Regions from separate parts of the Mus musculus genome. Here regions 1, 2, 3 and 4 are each linked to region 5. A link is a contact called in public promoter capture Hi-C data. All regions are on one chromosome and are shown on one strand. The core of a region is the stretch at or near the end of the contact, and the rest is flanking DNA. Distances in the headings are between cores, read along the strand shown. Region 1 holds the start of Mgmt (O-6-methylguanine-DNA methyltransferase). Region 2 holds the start of Pidd1 (p53 induced death domain protein 1). Region 3 holds the start of Cd151 (CD151 antigen). Region 4 holds the start of Gatd1 (glutamine amidotransferase like class 1 domain containing 1). Region 5 holds the start of Bnip3 (BCL2/adenovirus E1B interacting protein 3).

Region 1 (3,527 bases), core at 264-2,763, 2.0 Mb after region 5:
CTCCAGGTTCCTTCCCTTCTTGACTTCCGGCCCTGCCTTCCCGTCATGGGGAACCGTTATCAGGATATGTAAACCAAATAAGCCCTCCCCTCCCCAAGACTCCTTAGTCATGGTGTTCTGAGGAAGCCATAGAAAACTAAGCCAAGGACACTCCGCACACTGGCAGGCCCAGTGAGGGAGTAGAGACAGGCTCAGATGGGGCCCACTGATCTAGAACAGGACCCAAAGATCGGTGCCTTTTGCTCTCCACAGAAAGAAGTTGCTGTACAAGACACAGCCACCTTACCACAACACCTGAGACTCTGCTTCTTAAACCATGGTAACAGCAGAAACTTCTTCAAAGACATACCACATATTAGTCAAACTCTTATTATGACAGATTTTTCCCTCTAATTGAAAAAAAAATTACTCCCATAGATCCTTGTGGCCTGGCTCCTCTAGACCTCAGACAGTACCAAACTATGTCAATACCCAGAGTGGCCCAGAGTGGGTGGAGCCTCAGGCAGGGCATTTGTGCAGACCATTCTGTCCAGCCACTCTCAGGCTCTAGGTCCTGTCAAATGCTCAGATGACATGCCTAAGCTTACAGGACACTGACCACAGGCCAGGCTTCTCACATCCCCCACACCCAGCACCCTACGACAAGTGCTGCAGATACTGAGAGACACATGAAGTTAAAATCATCTGGGATCACCTGTCAGGGAAGTGAAATGAAGAGCAGGTCTGTCTACAGAGACTCTGCAGGTTGTAGAATACCCTTTCCACAAGCTCCTGTCTGTGTCTGAGGAGGGTCCAGCCAAACGTGTGCACGCACACGTACACTCAAACCTTACTTCTCTGAACTCACAATCAGGGTCTGGATGAGGCAGCTCAGAATAAAATGTACAGAACAAAAACCTAGACCCACTGGGCGCGGAGCGAATGTACTGTTTGTTTACTCTCTGAGGTTTTAACCAGGTGTGCCTAGCACCAGCCATGATGTTGCAGGACCCCGGGGCCTGGTTATTTTCTCCTACTCTCAAGAAAGAAGGAGCTATGAGAAGTATGGGCCTACTACAAGCAGATCTGAGCTACAAGCTGAGGAGCTTCTGGAAGCTTCCTGAAAGAAAGGTGAAGCGGGATCCCCACCCCCTGGTCACCAGTGAAGGGAAAGAGTATGGCCAGGGGACCTGCATGGATCCAGCAGAGACTTGAGAAGTGTTGGGCATCTGGAGGTGTGGCAGGAGACATGCCCAGTCACCAGGCAGACTTGCCCACGAACCCCGGGGCCAAGGGAAGTAGGGCAGCCTGTACAGAAGGGGCTGAGGTCCTAGAGAAAGGAAGGAGTCCTTAGGACAACTCAGAGCCACGACTGTCTCCCTGGACTTCGGCTCTCTCCAGAGAGGGCCCCACACAGTGCCCCAAAACTCACCAGCTTGCAAACTGCAGACAGCAACGGGGAACGGTACACAAGTTTTAGGTGCCTGAGCACCAAGATCTGGCACTGAGAAATACGGGCCGCAGGCGCGTGCACGGGGTGGGGGCGGGGCCTAGCACGGGGCAGGGCCTGGTGGGCGGGGGCGGAGTCAGGGTGCAGTTGATTACTGAGCTGTGGGCTTGTAGTCCGAGGGTGTAAAGCGGGCCTGGTACGCGGGGCGTGGCTCTGGGAGCTGCCGGAAAAGGGGCGGGGAGTGTAAGCACGCCCAGTGTGTGACGCAAGGGTGCCGCTCTGTGCTTCCTCCCTGGGTGCGTGTTCCTAGAGCAGGCCTCTTCTTCCAGACCTGAAACTGGTTCTTTGCCCATCCTAGACATCAGGCCGCATCATCCCACCGGAGCTGAGCTGCACCTTCTCACCTCGACCTCACCACCCCAAGTCCCAGTTTACCCGCTGAGACATAGTCACTATTTGCCAACAGCGCGCACCCAAAGGGTGGTGGAAGAGTTAAGCCCACTAGGAATCCAGTCACTGCCCAGCTGGGCCAGGGCTTTCTTTCAGGATCTTCTTGGCACTTGGAATTGGAATGGCTCAGTAGTGGTTCAGCTAGTGTGAGTATCCAGCATCTGGTGTGAGATGACAGGATTTAAATGTTGTCCACCAAGAAAGCCTTGTTGGAATTCTCCCTCTGTACCTCATAATGGCCTTATTTGGAAAAACACGGAGGTGACACTTGAAGATGATGTCACTAGTTAGGAGAGTCCTAATCTGATATTACTGCTGTCCCTGTGAACAGAAAACTAGAAGCCAGATACACCTGTGTACCAGATGCTGTGCAGGAGGTGAGAACTACCAGCCTCCTGGACTATAAACAAATTTTCATTCTTTCAAGCCACCCACTTTGTGGTACTTGATTGGCGCCCCATGGTATCTGACTTGATTGACATAAAATCCTTAGGGAATGTTATCGTCCTAAAGCTTCAGAGAGACGTGTTGTTAACTTCAGGGTCCCATCCCAGGTGCACATATGCTAAGAACCATGCTGTGGTTTTGTTTGTTGAGACCTTCATCTTCCCAGTGTGCAGCTCTCCTGCCTGGATTTGGTCCTTACTAGTACCCTGGTTCAGTGACCTGGAGGAGCCAACATTTTACCTACCACCTTTAGAAGCGTTGCTCAAAGGTTTGTTGTATGAGGAGCCCCAGTGACTCACAGAGGCCACCATTCACCCTTTGAAGCCGCCCCTCCTCACCTCCACTGTCACCTCCTCCAGACATGCTAAGAATAACTGCTGATAGAAGATAAACGAGACTCCTAGATACATGGGATGATCAAATCAAGTCTCAGAGTCCTTCTGTGTCGTCTACGCTCAACAACTTGCTTGGATTTGTAATTACCTCAGAGACACACCTCTGGGCATTGGAGCTCCCCTCCCCCAATATGGGTGGTGTCATCTCTAAGAACTGAGATCCCAAACTGAATGAGAAGGGAACAAAGGAGAAGATAAAGAGAGCACCAGCACAACTCTCTCTGCATCCTGAGCAGCTAATTCTGCTGTCATGCTGTCCCTTCAATGATGCTCAGCCTTTCTCTGAACGAGAGCGCCCCTCTCCAGCCCTTGATTTCTTTCAGGTATTTGGTTATAGTAATGAAGTGAGTAACTAGTCCACCTCCCCAGCGCTGTGCTCAGACAGAGAGGGGTATTCTTGCCCAGGGACAAGAGACATGAAAGTTTACCCTGGGTCCTGCTCTTGCTTCTTGGTTATCTTGGGTCCTCCGGTTTATCACTCGTACAGTAATTTCATAAGAATCTGTGCTGTGCACTTGTAGACCATACGTGCATATTGCACAGGCTCCTGGGATAGCAACAGACTATTGAGTAAGGATACTATTTGCCAGGCCCCATATAGCATGATGCTACCAAGGCCCAATTAGAACTGGGATCCTAATGGAACTGAAAATGAGAAAGACCAAGATTAAATCAGAGTTCCTGTTGAGACCCCAAACAAGTACACTCTGGAGCCGATGCAATTAATATCAGAATCGTAGCTTGTTAAACTATCTGGGTGGCAGAACTGGAGAGATGGCTCAGAAGTTAAAAACACTGGCTAAGGC
Region 2 (3,480 bases), core at 749-3,248, 2.5 Mb before region 5:
TTTGAGACATTGACCTATCATGTAACTTTGGCTTGTCACAGAAATCCACTTGCCTCTGCTTCCATAGTACTGGTTGGAATTAAAGACACGCACACCATACCTGGCATGATTTTTTTTTTTTTTTTTTTTATACAAGACAGGGTTTCTCTGTGTAGCCCTGGCAGTCCTGGAACTCACTCTGTAGAGCAGGCTGGCCTCGAACTCAGAAATCTACCTGCCTCTACTTCCCAAGTGCTGGGATTAAAGGTGTGCGCCACCACCGCCAGGCGATTTTTTTTTTTTTAAGGTTTATTTATTTATTTTAACACCATTGATCTCTTCAGACACAGCAGAAGGGGACATCGGATCCCATTACAGATGTTTGTGAGCCACCATGTGGTTGCTGGGAATTGAACCTCTGGAAGAACTATCTTAACCTCTGAGCCATCTCTCCAGCCCCTGGCATGATTTTTTATGTTGTGACTTTTCTGTTTGTTTAAAACAGGGCTGCTCTGTGTATCCCTGGCTGTCCTGGAACTTGTTCTATAGACCAGGCTAGCCTCTAACTCAGAGATCCACCTATCTACCTCCACCTCCAGAGTGCTAGGATTAAAGGCATTAGCCACCACCAACTGTCGTGAATTTTACTTATTTTTATTTTTTGGTTTTTCGAGACAGGGTTTCTCTGTGTAGCCCTGGCTGTCCTGGCACTCACTTTGTAGACCAGGCTGGCCTCCAACTCAGAAATTCGCCTGCCTCTGCCTCCCAAGTGCTGGGATTAAAGGTGTGTGCCATCACTGCCCGGCTGTGATTTTTTTTTTTTTAACTGTAAAATAATACCCAAAATAGCTGGAGAGATGGCTCAATGGTGAAGAGCTCATTTGCAGATTAAAGGCAAATACCACCATGCTCATTAATATAAACTTAAGGAATATTCCTAGGATGATTGCTTTTGAGACAGGTCTTGCTGTGCAGCCCGGGGCAGCAGTTCTCCCATCTCAGAAAGGCACTGCACTTGAGGTGAGCACAATTAGACTAAGCCCCTGGGGCTGGTTTTTATAAAGCACCATCTGGCACCTTTATGGAAACAGTGAGAAAGAGGCAGGTGCTAGAATGGAAGCAGAGAGGCCTTGCAGGAAGCTTGCCCATCACTTAGACTGTAGAACAGTCACTTGGTCATTTCCAGTCCACCAGCTCCACTGAGGATTCTGGGTGTTGGCTTCAATATTAATCAACTAAAGGACTTAGGCAAGTTCTTTTTTGGTTTTTCTAGACAGGGTTTCTCTGTATAGCCCTGGTTGTTCTGGAACTCACTTTGTAGACCAGGCTGGCCTCGAACTCCCGAGTGCTGGGATTAAAGAAGTGCCCACCACGCCCAGCAGGCAAGAACTTCTATCTCAAGTTTGTTTGTGTTGAGACCCACCTAAGTCAGGGAGGAAAAGCCAGGCAACTCACTGCCTAGGTAGGGAGTTGGCCCACAGTAATGATCAATGGTTAGCTCCAATAAGCTGGACTTCACTGCAAAGCCTGAGATGGAAGTCCTGGAGACTCTGAGTCTCAACCTTCCTAATGCTTTGACAGTTCCCATGATGTGGTGACCCCAACCATGAAATTATTCCTGCTACTTCATCACTGTAATTTTGCTAGTTATGAATCACAGTGTAAATATCTTTTGGAGATATAAGTTTGTCAAAGGGGTCGCGACCTACAGACTGAGAACTACTTTCCTAGAGCGGTTCCCCCCAGGAAGCCAGCATTCAAGGTTCTAGCTTCTAGCAAGGAGTGTGACAATACTCTGTTAACCCAAAATTCCTGTCTTAGAATGCACTTGAGACCCAGACTATGCAGTGCCACCACAGGTCTGGGGTTGCAGAGATCTGAAAGTGTAAGTTTTCCTGCGGGTCACCGGCTTCCCTTAGTGCGAACAACAGAAAAGGAAGGAGCCATAAGAACCTCGGAGAATTCCTACTGGCTAGCCCGGAGGGGCGGAGCCCGACGGGTGGCCCGCCCGGAAGCGCGCCGGCGGGAAGGCAGCACAGAGCGCGCCTAGACTGGCGGGGAGATCAGCGTGGCAGGTACTCAATGGGAGGCGGGAAGTTTGCTCCAGAGGCGGGACCAAAGCGATTCCTCACCTACCGAGACCCCCTCTGCTTTCCCCATTTGACGGAGGTGTGAATTGGGAATTGTGGCTCAAGAGTGTCTACTAGGGACCGCGATATGGGACCCTAGCACAAGAACCCCAAAGTCCTCTTGGCTCCCCTTCGCACTGTTTACTGACCCTCTCGGGCACAGTGAACGTCTGCAGTGGAAGAAGGTTCTGGGTTCTCCCCATGCATTTGGGTGTGAAGATAGAAAGTGTGTCCTTATTTCCAGAGCCCTGTAGGGATCAGGGATCACTTGGGCAGATTCCAGAATTGAGGTGGAAACCCTCTCCTTGTCCTTGATCTAAGCAGAGTTCTCCAAGCTATGCTGTTCAGAGTCGCCCTGCCTGGTGCCCCTCCCAGGCAGAAGGATCCAGCACAGATGCAAGCCGTAGGGCTGCAGTGACCACTCCACTCACTACCCCTTGTGCCCAGGGTTCTTGGGCTGGTGGTCTCAAGAGCTCCCGGGTTTCCAAGCTGAGTTATTGTTGCTCTGACCTGGAGGGGGAGCTGGTCCCCTACAGCCTACTCCTCCCCCTGCTTCTCCAGCTTCTATCAGCCTTGCCTAAGCAGGCTTGCTTGGCAAGCTGGGACATGTCTGGTCCCCGAGGACCTTCCATGGGTGATGGCTGCAGTGTTGGAGGGGCAGGAGCCGGAGGAAACTGCAGCTGCTGCAGAGGATGCTGCAACATCCACCTTGGAGGCTGTGGATGCCGGGCCTGGAGCACCTTTTCTCCCGGCTGGGAACCAGTTGAACTTGGACCTACGCCCAGGGGGCTGCCATCGGCTACAGTACCTGTGTTCCCAGCAGCCCCCACAGCTGCTGCAAGTGGAGTTTTTGCGGCTCAGCACCCATGAGGACCCTCAGCTGCTGGATGACACCCTAGCCAAGGTTCCGTGGAGTCTGCTGCGCCTTCGCTCCCTGGTCCTCAAAGGTGAGTACCCTTGCTCCTTCCTGACCCTGTCCTCATCTCTGTCCAGCTTTGACTCTACTTCTTGGACACAAAGGCCATCCTTGTCCCAGCCCTAACTCCAAACCTCTCTTCTCCCCGCACATCAGGTGTGAACCCCTACCCCACAACTGTCCCTTGTCCTTAGCCCTATCACCTTCCTCCCCCAAAGTGAGGCTCGCTGGGCTCTGTCTCCTGAGCCTAGAACCCTGAATGTGCCCAGCCGGGTCTCTGTAGATCCCAGTTTTCCTGGGGTGATGCTGTCAGCTTCTACGAGCTGGTGTCTTCTTTGTCCCTCTGGCTGGCTTAAAAGGGAGGCTTTCTCTGACAGCGCTGAATGGGGGAGACTCCAACTCTTGAGGGCTATAGCTGTCTTCCCCACTTCCAGGTGGCCAGAGCCGGGGTGCCCT
Region 3 (3,402 bases), core at 131-2,630, 2.6 Mb before region 5:
GGAGGTCCCAGTTCCACATATGTGAATGTGCCACTCCTCCAGGAGTCCCCTAGTCACACCCTGCCCTAGACACACTATTGTCTGACTGAGGACAGTGTACAGACCTCGGCTGACGCAGGTCAGATTCCCAGACACACACCTAAGCAGAACTGTTAGCCAGGGGCCTTGAGGCTCTGCCCAGGCACCAGCTCTCACCTCTCAAGTCAGGACCAGCAGGTACAGGTCAAAAGTCACTCTCTGCCCTTCACCTAGCAGGTGGGATCTTGCCACTCCAACTACAGAAGCTTAAGCAGTGGTCAAAATGGTTCTCAGAGCCACCAGATCTGCAAGGAAGCATAACAGGCAGGCCTGCTGTTTTCTACTGGACGGCGGCAGGCCAAAGAACATGGCTGACCTGCCTGATCTAGGGAGGGACCAAATGCCTTCTCCAAGTGCCCCACCTTCCAGTCCCATCCATCACAGTCCCTCCCCCACCAAACAGCAGCGACCGCAAACTGAAGGAGGATGCATCGACTGTCCATTTTGGAAAGTGGGAGAGATTTCAGAGCTCTATTTGGAGATGGGACCCAAAAATGCATGCTGCCTCACTGAAAGCGGGCAATGACATAAAGAAGCCTGGCCACAATGCAAACCCCCGGGGCCAGGCTCTAAAAGCCCAGAATCTATGGGCTTTTAGACACATCCATCAACCTAAGCCAAGAGACAATCAGCAGACTGGATGTAAATTCTCTGTGAAAGTGCCGGTGTGAGAGCCTGGACCAGCCAGAAATAGCTCCTGCGGCCTGGACACAACCGCCCTACACTTAGCTCCTGGACCTGTCCTGGGCCTTCGGCACCCGCCCCACCGACCCGATTAAACACTGAAGTGGGCTGGGCGAGGAATCCCCGCGTCACAGAGATGAAGTCACCACCGCCCCTGCCGCCCTCCCCCGCCCCGTGCCAGTGGGCGGACCTGCGGTCTCAGGGGAGGGAACCGGTGTCCAGGGACAATGAATAGGGTGGTCAGACTTTTAAATTTCTGGGTTTCTGCACGAAAGAGACCGTCAGGCCTGCTCAAGAACCACAGAAGCTCTCTCCCTCACCCCTCCCCCTCCGGCCTTCTAACTGCCCGGCCCCGGCGTCGATCTTCCGGAAAGGAGTCTGCAACCCTGTCCTACCTCAGGCTCTGCCTCCTGGGCGTCCCTGAGGCCAGCTTGGAGACTAGGAACACCAGTGAGCGAGGAACTCAGGACACTGCTCCCCACACCCTCCGGCTATGCTTCACGGAGCACTCACCAACCACGCTTTGAAATACCAGCCCCGGCAGCCACGGTAGGAGCGATCACTCGGAGTACAGAGAACGCTCGGCCCGGGGCCTGCGAGGACACGCCCTGCGCGCGACCCCGCCCCGGGCGCAGCCCCGCCCACGGCCGGCCTGGGCAGGCAAGTCCTAACTGGTTTGGTGCTAAGGCGCGCGCCAGAGAGACCTGTGGGTCTGTAAAGTTAGTTTAAAGGTGCCCCGTTTGTCATCAAAAGCCCCAACTCGCCCAGAGACAGAGGAGCTAGACCAGAGGTAGAACCCAGGTGGGGAGCGAAGAGGTGGGGAAGGTGGCACCTAGCCCACCAGAGGTCCAGAACTGAGGTCAAGACCAGTTTCTCTAGTCTAAGCCGGGAGAACCACTCTAAAGCTGCAGGTTCTAGCGGCTGAAGAAATGCTAGAGGGGAAACTCCAGATACAGTGTGGAGGGTGCCAGAAGATTCCATAGAGACATGAGGGCCCTGCGAGAGGTGCCCAGTGTGGGTGGCATATGGTCTGGCTAGGAACTGTGCCAAAGGATGATGGATAAAGGACCTGGACCAGAAAGCTAGCTGACCACGGAGGTGAGGAGCGGGACCTTCCACGTGTGGACTAGCGTGGGAGCGGACACCTGTTGAAACCTGAGTCCTGGGAGCTTCAGCTGGGAGGAATGGGTGAGGGCTTGGTGAATATCCAGAATCACAGAACACACACAAGCACACAGGAACCCCCAGCTGCAGGAACGAAGGGGTTAATGTGCACCTGTAAACCCCTCCATGTCACCTTGTGCCATGGATACCAAGCATGAACCACAAATGCACCGTGGCTCCCAAACACACAAGAGCCAAGGAGTACACAGTATACAATGGCCTTTATTGGTCCTTCAGACAAAGATTAAGGAAGACAGGATAGCCGGGCGTGGTGGCACACGCGCCTTTAATCCCAGCACTCGGGAGGCAGAGGCAGGCGGATTTCTGAGTTCGAGGACAGCCTGGTCTACAGAATGAGTTCCAGGACAGCCAGGGCTACACAGAGAAACCCTGTCTCGAAACCCCCCCCCCCAAAAAAAAGGAAGACAGGATAAAGACTGAAGGACTGAAGGCCTTGACTACTCTGAGGTTAGCTCCTTCAGGCATGGGATGCCTTCTGGGTAGAGCCACACACTTAGCAAGTATCCGCCACCAAGACCAGTCCCTCCTAGGGGCAGTCCTCTGGATAGGGAAGTGAGTCACTCGGGGCTGGTCATCGGGCACTAGGAAGATGGCCAGAGCCTCGTCTGGGGGGCCGAGCCCAGCCACAGCAGCAGCAGCAGTAGATGGGTCCGGGCTTGTGGGCAATAGCTAGAGCCTTCCTGTGGCTACTGCCCAGCAGCTTGGTCTCACAGGCATCTCTCTCATCTCGAAGCCTCAGATTCAGCTCCCTAGAAAAGAGAGGTAGGAGACCGAGGAGGCTAAGATCTAGAGGAAAAAGTGCATGGGGGAGATGCCTTCCCTGAGTCAAGAGGACTACAGAGCCAGCCGCATGAAGGCTATAGGGCAGACATAAGGACTTCCAGCAACATGGGTAGGAGCCAATACTATCTGGAAACTTGAAACCACTTCCCATTAGCCCAGGCAGGCCTGACCCACCTCAGCAGCTCCAGCTGCCTTAGGAGGCTGAGTTTCTCTTTCTGCATATTCCTGGAGACAGCAACCACATCTCTGTGGACAGGAAGGCTGTGATCCAGATGTGGGTTGGGGGGACAGACCCTTCTACCCTCACCACAGGCACTTCACCACACCTTTGGGTTTGCTCCTGCCGACCCTGTGCTTCGCCCTCCAGTCGACTGAGCTGCTCTTGGGCCTGGTCCAGCTGTGCCCGTATGGCCTCATAGGCCCTCTGCAGCTGGATGTGCTGGGCCTGTGCCTCTAGCTGTTCTGCAGCCCGGGCCTGCAGCTGCTGTTCCAGCTGGGGAATGGTGGAATGCTGGTTGGCATGCCACACCCCTCTGGTCCCAAGCTGACCCCTCACCCCTGTGGCTCCTGGTTGAGGACCCCAAGGCACAGATAAACCCGCCCGCCCCCCCCCCCCCCCATGCGAGGACACCAACTTGAACTCAATACGGCTTACCTCCCGCTGCCTCAGGC
Region 4 (3,261 bases), core at 449-2,948, 2.5 Mb before region 5:
CCACCCCTTTTTTAAAGACAGGATTTCTCTGGGTAGCCCTGGTTGTCCTGGAACTCCCTTTGTAGACCAGGCTGGCCTTGAACTCAGAGATCCACCTGCCCTGTCTCTGAGTGCTGGGATTAAAGGCACAGGCTACTACACCCAGCAAATATTAGTCTTTTCTATCAAAATATTATAAAACCTGTGTTTAGAATGAAGAGTCCAAGCCGGGCGTGGTGGCGCACGCCTTTAATCCCAGCACTCAGGAGGCAGAGGCAGGCAGATTTCTGAGTTCGAGGCCAGCCTGGTCTACAAAGTGAGTTCCAGGACAGCCAGGACTACACAGAGAAACCCTGTCTCAAAAACACAAAAAAAAAAAAAAAAAAAAAAGAATGAAGAATCCAAATATTTTTATCTCCTTCACCTTGTAAGACTTTTATGCAAATGTTTAATCCTTTCCACCTAGTAAAAGCTTTGTTTACCCAAAGGTGTATTTCTCTATACTAGCCTGGAACAGTGATTCTCCTTCAGTCAGGGACTGCTTTCCCCTCCTCCATTTCTTGTATGTTGAGTCTTTCCCGACTAGTTAATAAGATTGTGAGGTCGGACTCCAGTCAGTGGGCAAAAGAAACAGCCACCACCTGAGTTAAAACAAAATCAAATGCTCTTCCTGTCTTGGGGTGCTGTTCACCATTTTCTCCAGCACACTCTTCCTCAAGGGTAAAATTTGCCCTGTCTATACATTTCCCTGGAATGGTAGTCTCTTTACAAAATTATATCTAATACCTGGGCGTTGAATTCAATATAAATACTTTTCTCCACAAGACTCAAGCTTACTGCTGGCTCTGCCACTTCTGGTGCCTTAATGTTACTCTGGAGGCAGCACAAAGGTGGAACTGTGTGAGTATGTGGACACTAGCCAATCTGACCCCTTCAATTTCAGGGTTTCATGTCAATAGATGGGGATTTAATAAGGATGGCTAGTCAAGCTTGTGGCTTGTGAATCTTCAAAAGTCGCCACTCAGACAACACACAATCCTGGGCTCCAGGTTCCTTTTCCTAAGCCCCAGCAGGAGTCCCACAGAAGTAAATCGCTTTAGATACAGGTTGGCCTCCCCAATCTGGTCTTTTCCTCAGGAAACTCAACAGAACCTCCAGAGGCGTCCACAGCTCAGGAAGTGACATTCCATCCTCTATAGGAACATACAAAACTCAACCGACCCAGGTATCTTCTGGATCTTCACAAACCGGCAGAGGAAGACCCGCCCACATACGACCCAACTCTGTGCCCCTCACCCTGTCCGCCCGACCGGTCATCGCTCCCTGACACACTTAGCCAGGCTCAACTTTCGGGCAAAGGCCCAAGGCGTAGTAGCTCTGTGGTAGACTCGGACTCGGAAACATCTACCCGGCCCACTGGGTTTAATTGATGTGCCCTAGGGCCACAAGTCTGTACCGGTGGCTTCCAATCAGGAAACGACCACTCAGGGACCCAGGGCGTATCCTCCCCCGCCTCCGCCTCCAACCCCCGCCCCGCTCCGCCCCGCTCCGCCCCCGCTCAGTCCCCGCCCCTCGCATGCTTGCCACTCAACCACTACCCCATGCGCATGCGCAAACTGCCCCCATCTTCACTCAATTTCCGCGTTGTTTCTCCCACCCCACCTTGCACCCTGCCGGCGAGCCCCGCCCTTCGTGCCTCACGCATGCGCATTCCGCTCTCTGCAGGCGAGCCCCGCCCCGCCCCATCCCTCGCACAAATATCCGCCTGGGCTGTAGCCATGGCGTCCGAGCGGCTGCCAAGCAGGCCTGCGTGTCTCCTGGTGGCCAGCGGCGCTTCCGAAGGTGAGGCGCGCAGGGCAGCTGTGTAGCTCACTGGCCTGCAGTCCTGACTCTGGGCAAACGTTTGTGTTTGTGGAGTTGAGATTCTGGGACCCTGCATCTGTTTCTCTGGCGCAGGCCTACTATGTTGTCTGCGCTGGCAGACAGGGACGGTCAGCGGCTGCAGAGATGACCCTGCCCCCGAGTGAGCCGCAGGGGCTTGGTACTCTCTCTGCCCGTGTTTTCTGCCTCTCTGTTACCCCCTATCTTGGGTTTATCTTCGTGCACCTCCAGGAAGCGATCCTGAAAGAGGTTGCTCGAAAGAGCTGCATAAAAGGGACCCTCACGCAGAAGGGGTCTGTTGGCTTCATGTTCCAACTGCCCGGTGTGTGTCAGGGGCGCTGGGCAGATGATTACTTCACGGGTCCTTAGGGAACCGACTGGCCCGAGATAGTCTCTGTGGGGAGGTGGAGCCCAGGGCTGCGGCCCGGGGTTTCCCTCTGGATTCCTATAGACCTCTGCAAGTGGGTGTGAGCGCGAGGGTACGTCGGGATCTTGGACTGATGAATTTCTGGGTTCCACACTGAAGCGTCCCAGGTGAGGGTGGGAGGGGCCTGAGGGTGCTGCTCCTCCCTGGAATAGAGGTAAAAGAGAATCTACAGCAGCTCCTAGGTAGGCCTTCCTTGAGAGTCGGAAAGTGAGGGATTGAGAAGCTAAAAATTATCTTTAATCCCAGCACTCAGGAGGCAGAGGCAGATGGATCTCCAGGAGTTTGAGCCCGTCTGGAACTTATATAGCAAGTTCCAGGCTAGCAGGAGTACACAGTGAGGTCTGACTCAAAATATTAACCAAAACAAAATCCACAAGCCAAAAGCCTAGTGTCAGAGTTGGAGGCAGGAGGATAGAGAGGGCAATGGCTACATGAGATGCTGTCTTTAAAAAAATGCTAGGGGGCTGGTGAGAAGGCTCAGCGGATAAGAACACTGACTGCTCTTCCGAAGGTCCTGAGTTCAAATCCCAACAACCTCACAACCATCCTTAACAAGATCTGACTCCCTCTTCTGGAGTGTCTTAAGACCCACAGGGTGTCTTAAGACCAGGATGGGAGAGAGCAACCATTTGGTCTGAAGACAGCTACAATGTACTTATTTATAATAACAAATAAACCTTTGGACTGGAGTGAGCAGAGGTCCTAAATTCAATTCTCAACAACCAGATGAAGGCTCACAACCATCTGTACAGCTTCAGTGTGTACTCATATACATAAAGTAAATAAATAAATCTTTTAAAAAGTGCTAGGATCAAAGGTGTGCATAAAGGTGTGCATTACCACACCTGGGGGCTAGAGTCTTTTGAATTAGGCAAGCTTCGTTCCTTTTTGAAGGACTTTTTTGTTGTTGTTGGTTTTTTTGAGACAGGGTTTCTCTGTGTAGCCCTGGCTGTCCTGGAACTCACTCTGTAGAC
Region 5 (3,350 bases), core at 763-3,262:
AGGGGGCAGACGCAGGCTGATTTTCTGAGAGCTCGATGCCAGCCTGGCTTACATGGTGAGTTCCATGAGACCTAGAGAGACCCTGTAATAAATAAATAGCCTCATATACACACACATACACACACACATACATACATACATAGAAAATAAAAAAGGGCCGGGCAGTGGTGGTGCACGCTTTTAATCCCAGCATTTGGGAGGCAGAGGCAGATTTCTGAGTTCGAGGCCAGCGTGGTCTACAGAGTGAGTTCCAGGACAGCCAGGGCTGCACAGAGAAACTCTGTCTTGAAAAACCATTAAAAAAAAAAAAAAGAAAAAAAAAGAAAGAAAAAAAAAGAAAAAAAAAGGATAAACATAAATTTCTACTTATAACATCCCTAACCCCTTCAAATCCACATTTTCGTTTTTCCTTTTCTTAGTAGACTGGTGTAGAGAATTCCCAGACCCTTCTCTTTCCCTTTGTCATTCAGGCACACATATCTATGCAAGCTGGGGATTGAACCCTTGGATTTGCTGGACACGGAGGCTATCACCAAGCAGGACCACAGCTGTTTCTTGCTGGACACAGAGTCTGTCACCAAGCAGGACCACAGCTGTTTTTTTCTTGCTAGGTGTGGTAGTATGTCTGTAATCCCAGCACCTGGGGGGTTGAGACAAAGGTTTGGTGTCTGTAGCAGAGAATCTGTTTATTGTTCTGAAGGCCCTAGGCTAGAGCTCCGAGCACTGTAAGAAAGCAAGCTTTCAGTTAAGAGTGGTGGAACCACTGGGAAGCTGGGGCAGGAAAAAAAGTTTAAGACCAGAGTAGGTTACAAAGCGAATCTGTCTAAAAAAAGACATCAGATTCAGTCTGGTGACATGGCTCAGCTGCAGTGAACTTGCATGTGCAAGGCCCTCGTATAACCTTAGCACTCCAAACAAAACAAACGGAAATCAAGGCTGCATAGCTATAATCCCAGCTCTCAGGAGGCGAAAGCAGTAGGATCGGAAATTCAAGGTTAGCTTTTGCTACACAGCCAATTCAAAGCCAGCCTCGGTTATGACATTGTCTGGGAAAAAACAAAACACCAAATGAAGCTGCTTCTAGTGACCTGACCCACTGCTACTAAGATAGCTTCTTTTGAGGTTCACAAGCCCCTTCTCTATCCCAGAACTGTATCAAGAGGGAATTCCAACCTCCAAGTACAGAGAAGCTACTGGGTAGGTTACAGGGAGGATGCAGAATCCTCAAAACTGGCCCTCCAAAGGTCTCTCCAACCGTTCCTGTCCAAAAATGCCGTCCTTTCTCGCATGCAGCATACCACAGCACTACCCAACTCGCCATTGATGCTGCAGTAGAATACTGGCAAATTTTTTGTTTTGCTTTGTTGTAAACAGCTTCATACAGTGCAGCCCAGCCTGGCCACGAACCAGGGCTGGGACTAGAGTTATACATAAGCACTCCCGGACTGCATTTTTCTTAAAGATGCAACCTAAAAAACTATCTGTAAGCGTGCATAGAGACAGCGAGACCATGTGTGCTCCCATTGCTGGCGCTCGCAGGTTCCGGAGGAGATTGGGGAACTATGGGTCAACCGCGAGCAGGAGGGGCAAACTCAGCACCCAAGGCCAGACGCCCAAAAACCTGGCCGCACGTCCTCATGCCACGCCTATCTCGGAGCCCGCCCACGTCTGCCCACCTCCAGCCTGGCTTCAAGACCCGCCTCTTGGCCTCTGCAATGCGCGCACCTCGGAGTCCCAAGGCTCAGACCTCGAGCCCCGCCCCCAGACTCTTCCCTACCCGCCTAGGTCCCAGTTACTCCAGCCTCAGGCACAGCCCCCGGTCCACTTCTGCATTAGACCTTAAAAACAGCCGCCCTCCCGCGCACTCCTGCCTCAGGCCCCGCCCATGCCGGCGCACGCGCCGCACGTGCCACACGCTCCCCCGCGTTCCTCCCCCACCTGCAGGCCCCGCCCCCCAGCCAATGGGCTCCGCCGCCGCGTGCGTCCCGCCCCGCCCCGCCCCTTGTCCCTCAGTCCAGTGTCGCCTGGCCTCAGAACTGAGCGGCGCAGGCTGCCCCTGCTACCTCTCGGTGACCGCCTCCCAGGCCTGTCGCAGTTGGGTTCGGGCTCCTTTGCCGAGCCACCATGTCGCAGAGCGGGGAGGAGAACCTGCAGGGTGAGGCAGTGGGCCGAGAGGGGCCGCGGAGGCGGTAGGGTCGCGGGCTGGGGTGCGGTGAGTGGAGGCCGCGATGCAGTTCGGTGCAGCCGGGGCTGGGTGGTGAGCCTCGGGGCATCTTACAGACAGTACCTTCACAGGCAGGCCGGGTCTTTCTTTCCTGCTCTGTTCTTCACACTGTCATAGTTCTGTATTTTCAGACTCTGTAGGTCAGGGGAGCCTCGAACTCTGCGATCCTCCTTCCTCAGCTTCCCGAGTAGCTCAGATTTCAGGCCCTTGGCGTCCCCTTGTTCAGAGTTGCTTAAGTGAGTTAGAGGTTGCAGTTGAATTTTCAGTGCTTTGATTGAAGTCATTAATATTTATGACTGTAGTGCCTTTCACTTTTCCTACTTGGTACTGGGGACAGAACCAGATCTGAACGTGCTGGGTAAGTGCTCATTTCCCGAGCAACACTACCAGTTTTCATTTTATTGCTTTAAGACATACTGGTCTTGAACTTGTGATCCTCCTGGTTCAGCCTCTAGAGTAGCTGGAATTTGGAATTAACAGGCTTTGCCGCTGTGTCCCCTCTCCCCCAATCTTTACCCCTGGCTTGCTTTGTTGCCACTTCCTGATGGAAGAGGAGGATACAGGGTTTCAGACCTCTGTCAGGTTTTAGAGTTAAGAGGTGGGATAGCCGCACAGTGGTGGCACAAACCTTTTATCCCAGCAATCAGGAGGCAGAGGCAGGGGGATTTCTGTAAATTCGAGGCCAACCTGGTCTACAGAGTGAATTTCAGGACAGCCAAGTCTACAAAGAGAAAAACAGAGAGGGGGTATGGCTGGAGGTAGTGTGGAAGAGAGCTACAACAGCTCAAAAGGAGGGTAAAGTGCTTATAATTTAGTTCAGTAGGCTCACTGCAAGCAGTGAAGTAGATTGTAGGTTAAAATGGAAGTGAGGCTGGGTGTGGTGACACACCTAAAATCCCATCATGGGGTGGGTGAAGTTGAGTCTTGACAAATTCCAGGTTAGCCTGGACTACACAGTCGTACCAGGCTAGTTCGGGGCTCTGTAGCCAGACCCTGTCTCACAAATAACAGAAAGGCTCTCCCAGCATCAGCCTTTACAGACTGTTAGCACTGCGCAGACAGCTGCTAGTTTTGCAAGGCCAGCCTGGGTGCTATGTGCCATTGTCCATTTCTGAGAGCTACCTGG

Evidence for each region. Promoter capture Hi-C pulls out the DNA fragments that hold promoters and counts their contacts.
Region 1: a contact with region 5 is called in a promoter capture Hi-C map of pre-B cells, with 8 times the contacts expected there. The contact joins the promoter of Mgmt here to the promoter of Bnip3 in region 5. A contact is called at or near these places in 2 of 39 promoter capture datasets (liver and pre-B cells) and 1 of 484 Hi-C or Micro-C datasets (regulatory T cells).
Region 2: a promoter capture Hi-C map of pre-B cells shows a contact between it and region 5, with 3 times the contacts expected there. The contact joins the promoter of Pidd1 here to the promoter of Bnip3 in region 5.
Region 3: a promoter capture Hi-C map of pre-B cells shows a contact between it and region 5, with 2.9 times the contacts expected there. The contact joins the promoter of Cd151 here to the promoter of Bnip3 in region 5.
Region 4: a contact with region 5 is called in a promoter capture Hi-C map of pre-B cells, with 3 times the contacts expected there. The contact joins the promoter of Gatd1 here to the promoter of Bnip3 in region 5. A contact is called at or near these places in 2 of 39 promoter capture datasets (cranial neural crest and pre-B cells).

The regions. Positions count from the first base shown.
Region 1 is chr7:136,892,572-136,896,098 of GRCm38.p6, reverse strand. Mgmt (O-6-methylguanine-DNA methyltransferase) reads right to left here and starts at 1,513. Exons shown (of 5, transcript NM_008598.3): 1 at 1,412-1,513.
Region 2 is chr7:141,442,543-141,446,022 of GRCm38.p6, reverse strand. Pidd1 (p53 induced death domain protein 1) reads left to right here and starts at 1,998. Exons shown (of 16, transcript NM_022654.2): 1 at 1,998-2,054; 2 at 2,670-3,055; 3 at 3,459-3,480. The coding sequence starts at 2,746.
Region 3 is chr7:141,465,340-141,468,741 of GRCm38.p6, reverse strand. Cd151 (CD151 antigen) reads right to left here and starts at 1,380. Exons shown (of 8, transcript NM_001111049.1): 1 at 1,276-1,380; 2 at 196-323. It overlaps Cracr2b (calcium release activated channel regulator 2B), which reads right to left. Exons shown (of 10, transcript NM_001025103.2): 7 at 3,386-3,402; 8 at 3,057-3,223; 9 at 2,905-2,976; 10 at 2,140-2,696. The coding sequence ends at 2,519. Gm10575 (predicted gene 10575) reads left to right here and starts at 971. Exons shown (of 2, transcript NR_152219.1): 1 at 971-1,860.
Region 4 is chr7:141,412,562-141,415,822 of GRCm38.p6, reverse strand. It overlaps Gatd1 (glutamine amidotransferase like class 1 domain containing 1), which reads left to right and starts at 1,698. Exons shown (of 8, transcript NM_172116.4): 1 at 1,698-1,821. The coding sequence starts at 1,758.
Region 5 is chr7:138,908,168-138,911,517 of GRCm38.p6, reverse strand. It overlaps Bnip3 (BCL2/adenovirus E1B interacting protein 3), which reads left to right and starts at 2,012. Exons shown (of 6, transcript NM_009760.4): 1 at 2,012-2,155. The coding sequence starts at 2,125.